2 separate regions of the Ovis aries genome follow, and region 2 is linked to region 1. Evidence: chromatin contacts called from public Hi-C data. All regions are on one chromosome and are shown on one strand. Each heading gives the region's core, a stretch centred on a gene start, on an enhancer-like site or on the middle of the called end of the contact. The rest is flanking DNA. Distances are from core to core; before and after follow the strand shown.

Region 1 (7,503 bases), core at 537-3,036:
TACTTATGCCTACTTGAAAGACATGCATGGTACGGACGCTCCAATCTGGCGAGGGCAGCTGTAGCAGAGCAGGAAGCTCTATCACCTGGTTTTTGATTGAACCCTCAGCGCCTAGCTCAGTGCCTGGAATACAGGCTTCCAAACAAAGCAGAGGGGAATGAATGGAGAATGGGTGAAGGGAGAGGGTTTATATCATCATGGATGTCTTCTCTGATGAATCTCACGGCATCTCCTTTTCAATGAGAAGTTATCATAATGTTCTTGTAACAGGCACAGAGGATCAAAACCGACAGAAGAGTAAATGGAGCTCAAGCAGGGCAAGTGCTGTACCAAGAATCCTGGGTGACTTTGGAGAAGTCCTAGTATTTCTCTTCTACTCAGTCTCCTTAGATGTGCATGAGGTAGATTTTACGATGTAAAATGCTCCTCTCAGCTCAATATTTCTAAAATAAAATGTTTAAAAATGACATATAATCGTCAACTGGTATCAAAGATTTTACCATAGCGTCCAAAGGAAAAAACGAGGCCACGGGCACAGCCCTCACGCGTGCTTTTGCTCCTTTGACGTTTATTTACAGCCTTGCATCTAACTGCCGGACCCAGTTACCAGTTGCCTTTTCCTTTCATGAGCCCTTAGGTGGTTAGCTTTGGCAATAGTCTGGCGATACGTCGCTCTATACGCTGGCACTTCTTTCTCTGTTAGCTAAACAAAGTGACCAATTACGGTTTAGTATCAGAGTCAGTTTCTCAAGTCAGATAAAAAAGTACATGGCTTTTGCCAACTTTTCTCCACAGCTACCCTACCAAATTCACCACATTTATTCACAGAAAAATCATCAACCTCAAGCAAAATTAAACGCTTCTGAAACCTCTGAGTTGACAGTATTAGAAAGGGCTGCATTTGGGTTGACTCAGTCAGATGAAGGCTCATCCGTGTCCAAGAGATTCAATTAGGTAAAGCAAGGACTCGTTTGATTCCAGGATAAATGGCAAAATGATAGCTACATGGAGGTTGGGATAAGATTTCCTAGTCACACAAGCTACCTTTGATTTCCAGAGGACTTGAAGGGAAAAAAAAAAAAAAAAAAGAAAAGCCTGAAGTCTAAACCGAAAAACTGCTCATCCTGTATACTTTCAGATGTTATTCTTTGACCACATGCTTTGAGGAGCACAATAAAGCCTCTTGTGTCCTGAAAGGAAATCATCCTGGCAAATACACAGGGCCTAAATCGAACTGGACAAAAGAAAGAAGAGGGGGGAAGAGAGGAGTCAGGAGGCAGTCTCCAAACCGTATTTCTAGCTGGACTCCCGCATAGCTGACGCAGATCCGAGATAGAGCCGAGTTCTCCCTGGAACCAAACAGTCTCAAACTTGGGATGCGGCGGGTCACGCTGACAATGTCTGTTCTCACACTTTCTAAGTCAGTTGTGAAATTCCAGACTTTAAATCTGACGCTGCGTCGTAGTTCTCAAAGCAAGCGCCTGGGACTCAGTGAGTCAGTAGGGGGAGCAGTTTTCCATTCCACAGTTTCTGGACACAACCTCAGTGCACTACAAAAATCTGCAGTGCCTCTACACTTCTCTTAAAAAGCAAAGCAAAGGAAAAAAAGTTTCTTCACACATCTTACTATTCAGTGTGTGCCTTGCCGACAAGGTTACCCCAGAGCAGCTCTGTAATCCTTCACTGAAATAGGCTTTATTGATTGCTCTGGTCTATTGTTCTCTTTTCAAGTCCCCCAAGTTCAAGTTCATCCTGGTGTTACATCATGTCTGGTTGCTAAGAGCAACCAGACAGACCCAGACGTGACTATCATTAGCAAGAAACCCTCCGCTCTCCTCCCACCAACCTTCCAGTGGCTCTGACGTAGCAGGCCCACTGCAAACACATTGAAGTATTTATTCTGCCTAATTTATGACCTACCCAGCAAGCGAGACCCCCACTCCAAAAACCAACACTGTTGTATATTTAATTAATCTGTCTTTCTCTGGCACTTGGGAAAGTTAGACAAAGGACTAATTATTGTGTTTCACTCTCCACACTTTTCTTTTGGGGGTGTGTGTGTGTGTGAATATTTGCATGGGAAAGAAAACTACAGGCCCGGCATTGGCTGTTCCCCCCCTCCTTTTCTTTTTGCCCTATTGACATTTCATGAAATACTTTAGCTGCTTAAGGGAATTAGAAAAAAAATGCGATGTGAATGTTACTCCTTCTGAGTTGGTATTCAGTAACACAAATCAACTCATGACATGTTTAAATTTAAATGCTAACCACACACTCTCAGAGTTACTTTAAAGGTTAGTTTTTAATCAATAGAAGTTGCTGACTCCGGGTTTTTGAGCTGCGCAGTGCAGCTCTTGGGCTTTTGTCTAACGTTAAAGCTTTCAAACTTTTTTTTTTTTCCTTGAGATGATTTTAGCAATGATTTGCAGACACAGAAGACTATTGTGCTCTGACCAGCAACATGTCACCAGAGAGAGTTGCCCTGGGGTGGGGTGTCAATATGACTCCTGAAGGCCTGGGTTGGGGGTCTTTAATAAGCCGTGAAAAAAACTTAATTAACCCTTTCAGGCCCAAACCAAAACCTATTCTTAAACTTTTTCACTCCTGTAATTTGACCATTAGTCCTTATTTCAACATTACACTAATCTTCATGACAATTAACCCAGCTACTTGACCAAGGCTTTCCAGAATGGGAAGTCAGCTGGTTAGGGGAACTACACAGGGAATTTTTTTCCCTTTTGAATGAGGGCTCCTTGATTAAATCATTTATTCATAGTGATGGCAGATAAGCAACTAAAATACTAAAAAATAGAACCCATTCATTTCATCAAATGTTCTCATGACTAGTTTGTAGCTGAAGGCCTTCCTTAATTCCATTATGATGAGTGTGATAGCTGCACATGTCTAAGCCACTCGATTTTTAAAAACTTCCATGAACTATGAATAATGTGCAATAGACAAGATAATGTTTGTAAAAGCCCATTTTTCTCTTGTGATATTCTCTTACAAAATCTATAATTCAAGGTGTGCAAGTTGCAAAACATTACTTGACGAATAATTCTGGGCATTTTCTTGTTGGGTTGTACAAGAAAAATATGAAAGAAATCTGAGACTGTTAAATTGTTGGGGTTGAGGAGCAAATCACTGGGAAAATGTTGCCACATTAAACAAAATTCATTGATGGAGAGTCAAAAAATTATCTTCAGATATTTACTAACACAAGCTTAGGTTTCATACGGTTTCTGCCTTCATATTTTATAGCCCTTTAATCTAATCTACTGTATCCAGATGGACTACAAAGGAACCCCTGTCCCTCATCTACAGTGAATTTCAATATTACAATAGAATATCGGATGATGTTATCTTGATACATTTACATTAAGGAAGTAAACACAGAGCTTTGATCTATCTTTTCTTTTTTTTTTTCCCTTGGGAACTCTCAGCTATAGTTGTTTGGGAGGTCCATAAATCCAAACTCCCACAGAGGCTAGAGTTAAGGAAAATTACTGTTACATTCACAGTGTCTACAGCTTGGGATGTGCTAAGGTGGTGAGGAGGGGGCTGGAAGTGGGGCTGATTGTCCTCTCTCAGTGTTCAAGGTGAAACATCAAAAGAAATCTGCAGTCCAGGACCAGAGCTCAGCTTTCCTCTTCTCCAGTCAAATGAAGAAGTAATCTCATCAGGTTGGAAAGTGCTGACTAAGGATTTAATAAAGTGCCTGCAGATGTGGCGTCTCTAAGGTATTCAATTCATGTAATGCAAAACAGCTCCACACTGAATGTGCTTATAAAATTTCATTTAACCATTGCAGCATGACTCCCCCCCACGCCACACCCCACTTTTTTCTAAGGAGTTTTATCACACTTCCCGCCCCTTAATTTACAGCTCCATGAAAGTTCGAATCCCATTCTGCCAGGATTCTGGAATATTCACAGTAGTCAGGTTTTATGAACCATAAACAACATCTATCCGGCTTCATCACAAGCAGGAAGCCTGAAATGGCACTCAGTACCTTTGACGGTGGCAGTCTCTTTCCTTTCCTATCTGAAGGGGAGAGCAATTAGGAAACCGAGGCTATTTTCCAAAATTTGGTCATAAGTGTGCCTAAAACATGGTTGATGAAGGCTCAGTTTCTTTAGTTAACATCAAACATTCTAATGTAAATAATGAATTTTAAAATGGCTTTTATATGCACTTTTGACTAAAAGGGCAGAATGCATATTTCAGAAACAAAAGGAAATGCAAGTCTGTTTGAGATAGCTGTATTTTACTTTAACCAAAAAAAAGAGAGGGTGCTGCGGTGGGGGGTGGGGAGGGCGGAACAGACTGTGACGCAGCAGAATCTGTTTTTCAAATCAAAAAGTTAAACAAAAGGCCTCAAGGGCAAAGTTGAACACCGCGGAAGGAGGTTGTTAATGTGGAATCCAGAACTGGGTGTGACACTTTGCTTTCTTCTCCAGGCAAGGTGGGTTATTTCAGGACATTTCACACACAGAAAGCAGAAACGTGCAAATCCAGGGAGGCCTCTGCCCCCACTCTCCACTCCTTCATACTCCATCAGCCCCTGAAGAGGATGCTGCCAACTAGCACTGCAGGAGTTGCGGTCAACATCTTGACTTCTCTCTGGAGGAGATGCTATCTCTGCTGGGTCATTAATCCAGTTAGTCATTTTTGGCTTCCTGCTCTTGTTTGGATGAGTGAAAGCCCACTGTTTAGCCCAAATGAGCTGTCCTTGGCAAATCAGCCAGAAGCCGGGTAGCCTCCCCTGCCTCCTTCTGATCCAGTGGAAATGGACAAGGCCTTGGAGTCCACTCCCGGTTTCTGACGTTAGTATACCTCATTTGGGAGTACTTCACTTATTTAGCGCATCCTACTGTGCGCTTGATAACACTAGGCTCTGGGAATATGAGTACAACAAATATGGTACCTGCTCCCAAGGAGTTGTCCTGCAGAAAGAAGGTCCTGGATCTTAGACTTCAGTATCCTTCAAGAGACCAGTTACCCTGCTATTCTCATAGCTGGATGTTTGAAAACGAATGTCAGCTGATTAGGCTGAGTATTCAATGTCCAAGGGACCCAGGACCGAGTCCTATTTTTTCCACTGACTAGTTGTGTGACTTCAAGAAAGCACGACTCTGTCCTTGGGCCCCTAGAAGACTACTGTAGGGCCATTCTTCATGGCCTGGGGATACTGGTTTCTTCTGACAAAGGTGACACCCTGCACCCAGGAGTCAGTTATTGGTCTTGCCAGCCACAGGCTGTGATCTCTGCAGCCATTTTTCTTGTCTGATTTTGTTAAAGAAAGTCTGCTTTCAATAATGCTAAACCCAAGACTTGTTTATTGTACAGGAAGTTATTAAAACAGTAATGGGCCATGATTGGCCCTGCTCACCTTTGCGCCTTATCTTTTCGCTGCTTATACTCAACACTTGGGCTGTGTTACACTTCTTCCAGGTCCCCCAAAGACAAATGCTTTCTCCCTGCTGGAACTTGGCAGAGCTAGCCCTCCCTCCTTACCTTTGCTCACACTTGCTAGTCCTTGCTTTTTCAGATTAGCAGTCCCTTCTTCCAAAGGGTCTTTCTCCAGGCCTCTAGTTCCTGAGTTTACCTCTGTCACAGTCACTGAACTGTAACTGCCTATTTTCTCCCCAAGAAAACAAACTGTCTTCTTGTGTCTGGCATCTCTGGGGTCTTGCCTGGTGATTTAATAAACACTGTTGAATAAAGGAAGAAATCTCCAAGGTTCCAAAAGTGAAAAGTGAAAGTGTTAGTCCTTCAGTTGTGTCCAGCTCTTTGCGAGGCCATGGACTGTAGCCCACCAGGATCCTCTGATCATGGAATTCTCCAAGCAAGAATACTGGAGTGGGTTGGCATTCCCTTCTCCAAGGGGAATCTTCCCAACCCAGGGATTGAACCTGTGTCTCCTGCATTAGCAGGCAGATTCTTCACCATCTGAGCCACCGGGGAAGCCCAAAGACTAGTGTCAATTACCCCAACAAGTTGCTTAGATGCGTGGCTTCTAGAATGGCTGTACCACATCCATGCTCACGGCTCACGCCCGCATCCCCCTGAACGACAGGTGCTCTCCACGGAGACATGCAGGTCTCCACAAGCCACCCCAGGGAGTTCTGATTGAAGAGCTCTTGCCATGGGGCCAACTGCAGCCGTAGCATGTGCAGTAGTTTTGTAACATGGACGGCTGCCTGCTTACTACGAGCGCAGAGGAGCTGTCCAAACCACCACTCCCTGGAGAGTGACCACGCTGTTCCCGGCCAAGACCTCCATTTGGTTCAGACCTCAAGACGGGAAAACACTAATCTCTTTACCCAATAAGCCATCCAGCACCTCCAAACCTTGAGAGTACATACACAATCCAGTTATTCCAACAGTTGTTCCAGAGTCTGACTCTTTCACCGTATTCCAACTTGCTCTAGTGTCTGCCTCACCATTAAGCCAAGTTCTTCTTTCTGGCCTCCCTTTACATGTTTATCAAGTAATCTTTTACCTCACGAAACCAAAGACTTCTGAATTAAAAACTGCACTCTGGCCACTCACATTTGCTCTGCTGATTTACTGGAGGGCTGTGTGCATAGCGCTAAGAGGTGGGGCACTGGAGTCAGAGTTAACAGAAAGAAGCTGCCAGCAATGTGGGAGACCTAGGTTTGATCCCTGGGTTGGGAAGATCCCCTGGAGAAGGGAATGGCTACCCACTCCAGTATTCTGGCCTGGAGAATTCCATGGACTGTATAGACCATGGGGTCGAAAAGAGTCAGACATGACTGAGTGACTTTCACTTTCACTTTTCACATCGTTTAACTAGTATGCCATTACATGCTAGTTAAAGGGGCTTCCCTGGTGGCTCAGATGGTAGAGAATGTGCCTGCAATACAGGAGACCGGGGTTCGATCCCTGAGTCGGTAGGATCCCCTGGAGGAGGATATGGCAACCCACTCCAGTATTCTTGCCTGGAGAACCCCATAGACAGAGGACCCTGGTGAGCTACAGTCCATGGGGTCACAAACTAACCTAGATTGAGAAACTAACACTTTTACTTTCTAAATGATCTTAGATAAGTCAGCACTTATCTCAGTTTTAGACTCTGTGAAATGGAGCTAACAACTTTATCAGTTTTTGTAGGGACTGAATGAACTAACGCCTGAGAGACAAGTGCGGAAAACCTGAAAGCCAGGTGAGACAGATTCTCTATAAAGTGTGTACAGGCCATAAGGTCCACAGGAGACCTACAGAGGACCAGTTCCCTTGGAAAGGCATCGCTCAGCAAGGCGGCTTGCTCTTATTTAATGATATAATTTCTTAGTTAAAGGTAGCAGCTGTGTCAGTTCCATTTCTCCAGTTGCAAGAGAAAGTTCTTGAGAAAATAAAAATCTGTCTTTAATTGCGGTATTAAAATCAGAGCAGCGAAACCAACCACACAAAAGAAATTGGCTCAAGTTTATGAAAGGCATTTGGGCCCTTGCCTTGCAAGGCTGAACTGCACGCCTT
Region 2 (7,219 bases), core at 3,999-6,498, 160 kb before region 1:
GGGGAGCTAACTTCCGCCTGCGAGTCAATCAGCTAAGTGTATCTGTCAGGCCATTCCACCGTCCAGCAGAACAAATCTCTTGCCTTAGAAAACAGACAGCAGAGAGAAGGTCAGGAAATTTTAGCCCCAAACCAGTTCTATCACCCACAAAGTGGATGACTGGGGGCAAAACAAAACAGCAACAACAACAAAACCCCTCTTCAAACCTCTATTTACTCATCTGCAAATTAAGGGCATCAGATGAAATGAGTGGTTCTTAACTAGTGTTGCCCATATTGGAGGTGGAACGCTGGAATAGTGTGGATGGTGCAGTCGCTTTTTTCAGCAATTACTAGCCATTAGCAAAATGCCTGACAACTCATAAATATACCTGGAGGGAAAAGCGTTTGTAATCACGTTAGATCTCTGATGTTTAACCGTGTGTATTATCCAGTGGGTTAGATTCATTTGTCTGTTCATTCATTCATAAGCAGTTGAGCGCAGTGGCTGTATGCTGGTCCTGGACTCGGACCAGACACTGCCCTTGTCCTCAGATGGGGCTTACATTTTACGCGTGAAATCAATCATAGGTTATAGGGGAGGCATGAAGTCTTTTCTCCTCCCTAAGTACGAATCCCTGAGCTGGATCTGACACACCGCTGTGATGACGATCCCTACCTCCAGATTCCTTACCGTCAGCTCCTTAGAGCCCATTCCTATTGGCTGGGAAATTCTCCAGCAGTTGTCCGAGTCCCCACCTTTGGTTTCCGTGGCGGCAGAGGGATCTGCTTCGAGTGCCCTCAGATTCCTGTAGGTGGAGCCAAACCCCCTGGCTGAGACGCTGGGCTTGCTCCCTCCGCAGGCCCCGGTGGGCGGGCGGGCGCGTTTCAAGCCACCTCCCTCCCTCTCTCTCCTCTCTTGTGCGGTCCCCTCCACATCCCCACCAACCGAGTGGGTCGGAAGGGAAATCGTGCCAGACTTGGAGACGACTGCCAGGTTTCTCTCAAGTCTTGGCTTAACAAAGGAAAGCAAATTACAAAAATGGAAATTTTCAAACCAGCGTTCAGTGGTATTCAGATCGACGTTTGGGTAGCACGCAGGCACAGACCGCATTCGTGCTATTTTGTGATTAAAATGATACGGAAAATACCTCCTTGCTGGGGTTTTCTTCTTCCAAAACGACTTGTTACTTTCCCTTTGCGAATTTCCCCTTTCTTTGGGGAGCGGCAGCCCCCTGACCACTCTAGAACTGCTAACATCTGTTGAAATCTTGCCTCTGCTGACTTTTTTTCCTCTTAAGAGTTGAACTTTAAAAAATGCCTGCAATTCGCAGTCTGGAGAAATCTAGATAAAGAAGAAGTTTCTAGGCACTTGCCCAGGGAGTCTTGCGTTCTGTGTAAGGAACTCCGAGTTCTGTGACAGCGTGAATGTCTTTCCTTTTCACCTCCATCCGAGAAGGATACCTGAATATGAATCTTGCCAGAAACACATGCTGCCTTATTCTCCTCTCCACTTGAATGGTGTGCTCTGTCTCATCCTTTAAAAAATGGTTTTAAAATGGCCATTGAGTTGGGTTTTCAATGATTTTACAGTGAAGAAAAAAAAAAAAAAAGAGGGGGGAAAAAAAAAAGCCTGATCATGTCCTCCTTGCTAATTTTTGCAGTTGCTAGACAGGCCCTGTCCCAAGTGGGTTTGTGAGAAAGGCGCTCCCATTGTTAGTCCGCTCCCCCACCTCACTCCCCCAGACGGTACCATTTCTTTCCTTGGAAGCTTTGACTGTCTCCTTCTTACACAGCTGTGTTTGCAGTGCCTGGAGACAGGTGGGGGAGCAGCCTCCAGGCCAAAGCTGCCAATTCTCTCTCTAAGGACTGTCTGACTAGCTATTAAAATTTAAAGATCACACACGTGCACACACACTTTTTTGGTAGCGGTCATTCTTTGTTATATAGGGGCAGCTGTACTACCAATTAGCCAGACTGATAATACTAGAGGTCACAGCCATTCTGTTTGTATTCTCCAGCCCACATGAGCATTGTGTGCATGCGTGCAAAGTCACTTCAGTCGTGTCTGACTCTTTTTGACCCTATGGACCGCAGCCCACCAGGCTCCTCTGTCTATGGGATTCTCCAGGCAAGAATACTGGAGTGGGTTGCCATGCCCTCTTCCAGGGGATCTTCCCAGCCCAGGGCTCAAACCCACATCTGTTATGCCTCCTGCCTTGGCAGGCAAGTTCTTTACCACTAGCACCACCTGGGCTAAGGCTACATCTTTTTTGTTTTTTTGGTGGCACTCAGAGGCATGTAGATCTTAGTTCCCTGACCAGAGATTGAACCTGTGCCTCCTGCTACGGAAGTACAGAGTCCTAACCACTGGACTTCCAGGGGAGTCCGATGGCCACATCTTTCTAGGCACCATAGATGGCCTGACCCTGAGGCCTTGGCCCAGTGTGGGGACAGATTAGGATCGTTGCTGCTCATCTCAACAGGTAACCGTGGGCAGTCTTCAGGCAGTGGTCACAGTAAGAGGTCCTTGTTGGTTGGGGCCTACACGAAAGAGAATTCTCTGCCTGGGTCAATTAAGAGCAGATAAGTCAGACTAGACTGGTCATGTTTTTCAGACTTTGGAATGGAAGGATGATTTTTCCAGACTGGATCACACACCCTGTGGTTTCACCCTGAGGATTCTAGCTCTGAGCACCTTGTCCTCTTTAGGACCCTTATGCCTTATCTTTGGAGAAGGCAATGGCACCCCACTCCAGTGCCCTTGCCTGGAAAATCCCATGGACAGAGGAGCCTGGTGGGCTGCAGTCCATGGGGTTGCTAAGAGTCAGACACGACTGAGTGATTCACTTTCACTTTTCTCTTGCATGCATTGGAGAAGGAAATGGCAACCCACTCCAGTGTTCTTGCCTGGAGAATCTTAGGGATGGGGGAGCCTGGTGGGCTGCCATCTATGGGGTCGCGCAGAGTCGGACACGACTGAAGTGACTTAGCAGCAGCATGCCTTATCTTTTGCTGTTGCCTTCTCTTGGAATTCCCCCTCCCCCATCCTCTGCTCTACTGACAAACTCTTGTCTTTCAAGACTTCTCAAATGCAACCCCTCTGAAGTCTTTCATAGCTATCACCATGTGTCAGTACCCCATGTAGAGTTCATCACCCTGTTATCTGTCCAATAGAACTCTATTGCTTGATTTATGCAACATACTCACCATATTATGCGTATTTTCATGCCTTTTTCTCCCTGAGAGCATAGGCAGGGAACACATCTTATTTACCTCATGACCCTCACACTAAAAATTCTCAAGAAAAAAAATCTCATGAATAAAGAAAGAAAAGTCCTTGTTTTTTAGACGTTTTCAAAGAGGAAATTTGTTTTCTTTCAGGTTGTTCTAGTTCAAGGGCCAGACTTCTATGACTGTGTCCGCGGAACTAAGAGTAAAAATGCTTGATTTATGTTAAAGTCTGATTTTAATATCTCAGAGACATTCTTCTGCTTATGGTAAGTTTGATATGCATGTAGGTGGAAAATTTCTATATCCCCACCATCTGATTAATGCATCTGTTCTTACAAAATCTGATGAAGCAGAATATCATCACAAGCATGGGAACTTGTGGGGATGATGGAGTCCTATTGTTTGGTGCTTCCCAGGTGGTGCCAGTGGTAAAGAACCCGCCTGCCAATGCAGGAGATGTAAGAGATGTGGGTTCCATCCCTGCGTTGGGAAGATCCCCTGGAGGAGGGCATGGCAACCCACTCCAGTATTCTTGCCTGGAGAATCCCATGGACAGAGGAGCCTGGTGGGCTATAGTCTGTGGGGTCTCAAAGAGTCAGCCACAACTGGAGTGACTTATCATCGTCATTTGGAGCAGTCTTACAAGTTATACTAACTAGTTGTTATTTATTAGACTTTGTTTGCTGAATTGCTCAAGCTCGAAACCTGGAAATGTCCTTGGGACTTCTTTCTCCCTCACTTCCCACGTCTGGTTATCTCCAATCATGTCACTTCTCCAAAATCTCTCTCAGATGTGTCCACTGTTCTCCATCTCTGCCATTGCGCCATTCCAGGCCACTATCACTTCCCATCTGGACTGTTGCCAAGGCTTCTAGTTAGTCTTTCTGCTTCTTGTCTTGCCTGACTCCCACCCTGTCACTCCCTGGGCAGCCACTTTTTCAGTGACTGCACTGAACATAATCCTTTACATGGCATAGTGTGGTCTGGCTCCTGCCTATATTTTGAGCCTCTTTCTCACTGCATATACTAGCCTTCAGGTCCTTGAACTTGCCACAGCCCAGCCTACTTCAGAGTTTATCCTTGTGCTTACTTCTCCTGGGAATAATCATTCTCTCCCTTGGATCACTTCCCATCTTTCAGAAATCAATTTCAGTGGCACTTTCTTGGAGATGTGTCCCCTCCTTCTCCTCCCCACTTCCTCTCTCCTGGATAGATCAGGTCCCCATCAGGTTCCTCCTGATGCCCTATTTTTTCTTCATGTTAATCATCACAAGTTACAGCACTAGTGGTAACGAACCTGCCTGTGAACATGAGAGACATAAGAGAAGTAGGTTCAATCACTGGGTTGGGAAGATTCGCTGGAATAGGGCATGGCAATGTACTCCAGCATTCTTGCCTGGAGAATTCTATGGACAGAGAAGCCTGGCAGGCTACAGTTCATTGCATGGCAAAGAGTCAGACATGACTGAAGCAATTCAGCATGCACAGTGATAAAATTATTGATATTTTTTATTTTACGTCTGTCTCTGTAACCACAGTAGATCACACGAAAGCAGAGATCTTGATTCTTTATTCAAAAGAGTTGACCTGGGTACCGAAAACCTAACATATAGTAGGTTGTCAAGAAATACTCTGGCTAGTGTTGCAATAAAAAATGTAACAGGTTGTGTGTAGCAGGCCTGTGACACGAAAGTTTCATGCAAAAAAATAAATGGTAATCTGAAATAAGACTCAAAGATGTTTATGCACACAGAGCAAGCGAGGGCAAGACTTGAGTTATGATATGATATCCCACAGCCTTTCTCCACTGCTATTTGAAAAATAAGAAGAGAACAAGAACAAAAATATTTGTCTTACAGCTCTACCAAGATTCAGCCCTCCCCTTTCTCTCCCCCTTGCATCAAGTACATCCTGTACTTTTGGCAACATGTTGACTGGATATTTAAAAGCTGTGAACTGTTCTGAAAATTTCACATACTGGGTTATGGGCCATGTGTGTTTGATCAAAATTCAATTACTACGCTGTACCATACTTGGAAACCTATCATCCCAAGTTATGAAGTATGACGAAATAGGCGAACCTAATTGGTTCAGTATGGGAACAGTATCAACCAAGCTTGTTATGATAAATAGCTTCCTGTGTTAAAGGTTCTCTAGAGCTTATAAGTATCTTGGCTCACCTCCTTCAGTGGAATAAGAATATTGCTCCCAGGGACCCCCTAGATCACTGCCCCTCCAATGGAACGGCAATTGAGGGTTTTCTTCAACTTACTCCCCCTGAAAAAGAAAAATTCTGTGCAATTTTTCCTCTTTCTTATCGTTTCTTCATTTATAATTTGAGCACCTGGGAACTTCTTTAGCTTCTTCTTCCCCAGAAAAAACCAATTTTACAAAATTATGAAGTATTCCAAATATAGGAATATAGAGCAAACATCAGACATCCATGTACCCACCACTCAGAATTAATAAATAATCATTTTTTCCCCCTATTTCCCTCAGATTTTTTCTCTTTGTTTTTTATGAATCCATTTGATTGCTTCTTGGGACCAAAGATGGACCACTGTTTATTAAATCACAGTGTTCATGAGATTTATGACTTCAGTCCTGACATACTCCAACACATTTGAATCAAATGCGTCTTATCACAGAGTGGTACTTGTAAGTGGTAAGTTTTTTCAGGTGTTGAAATAGACTCAGTGAGAATTCCTGGTCTATGTTGTAAATAAGATTTCAAGGATCCTTGGAGGAGGAGTGTTGTTGGAGGTGTGGCCAGAGAGATCAAGACATTGTCTTAACAGTTCAGAAAGGATAAACAAATAGAACAGAAACTATTCCCCTGCTCTGTGGCCATCATGGGCATATACACATAATTTTTCTTTAGAAGTTGGATTGTTTAGATGTTTTGGGTTGAGTTAGAAGTATGCCTTTCTAGTGATCTCAGTAAAGGACGAAACAGTTGGATGATTGTCATCTTAACTTCTAGCATTGGCATTTTCCTTAGACGTCAGGTTTAAGGCCAGGAAAGTTTACATATATTTTTTGTTAATTAATTTTTATTGCAGTATAGTTGCTTTACAATATTGTATTGCCTTCCACTGTACAGCAAAATAAATCAGCCATACATTTACATATATCTCCGTCTATTCTGTACATAGTATGCGTAATGTGTATGCGTCAATCGCAACCTCCCAATTCCTCCCGCCCCACCCCTTTCCCCTTGATATCCATACCTTTGTTCTCTACATCTATGTTTCTATTTCTGCTTTGCAAATAAAGTCATCCGTACCATTTTTCTAGATGCTGCATATATGTGTTAATATATGATATTTGTTTTTCTCTTCCTGACTTCCTTTATTCTGTATGGCAGTCTCCAGGTTCAGTCACATCTCTACAAATGACCCCGTTTTGTTCCTTTGTATGGCTGAGTGGTATTCCATGTATATATGCACCACATCTTCTTCATGCATTCCTCTTCTGATGGATATTTAGGATGCTCCCATGTCCTGGCTCTTATCAACAGAGCTGCAGTGAACTTTGGGGTGCATGTGTCTTTTTAATGTTTGCATGTATCTATCTTGAATTCAAGTCATCTGTTGGCAGTGACTTTCTCATACTTGCTCTCATTTTGTTCACCATTTTTATTAGACCATCCTCTCTATTCCTTTGACAAAAATACATAATGCTAAATCTGAGTGTATCCCCTGGAAAAAAATCTTGTGTTCCATAAAAAGTTGTTTTGGTAAAATACAGGAGCCTTAGTTTGTCCTTGACAACAATTCATCAATCATGAATGCTGCAATATACAACCAAGACACAGAGAAAGATCCTTGGAGAAGATAAATATGCAAACCCACACAATGGGACCCCACTCCAGTACTCTTGCCTGGAGAATCCCATGGACAGAGGAGCCTGGTGGGCTGCAGTCCATGGGGTCGCAAAGAGTCGGACACGACTGAGCGACTTCACTTTCACTTTTCACTTTGACTTTTCACTTTCATGCATTGGAG

Evidence for each region. Hi-C and Micro-C count contacts between places; a contact is called where the count stands out from the background.
Region 2: a Hi-C map of tail adipose tissue shows a contact between it and region 1, with 3 times the contacts expected there. The contact joins two enhancer-like sites. A contact is called at or near these places in 3 of 16 Hi-C or Micro-C datasets (hypothalamus, mesenteric adipose tissue and tail adipose tissue).

The regions. Positions count from the first base shown.
Region 1 is chr1:36,706,229-36,713,731 of ARS-UI_Ramb_v3.0, reverse strand. All of the region lies in intron 9 of NFIA (nuclear factor I A), which reads right to left. Among named protein-coding and RNA genes, the nearest start is that of TM2D1, 250 kb to the left of the region's middle. Within about 2 kb of position 1,786, at least 27 of the 54 cell types and tissues checked have an H3K27ac peak or open chromatin away from gene starts, as enhancers often do. A contact at or near this core is called in tail adipose tissue, where this site is marked.
Region 2 is chr1:36,865,525-36,872,743 of ARS-UI_Ramb_v3.0, reverse strand. No RefSeq gene overlaps it. Among named protein-coding and RNA genes, the nearest start is that of TM2D1, 92 kb to the left of the region's middle. Within about 2 kb of position 5,248, at least 9 of the 54 cell types and tissues checked have an H3K27ac peak or open chromatin away from gene starts, as enhancers often do. A contact at or near this core is called in tail adipose tissue, where this site is marked.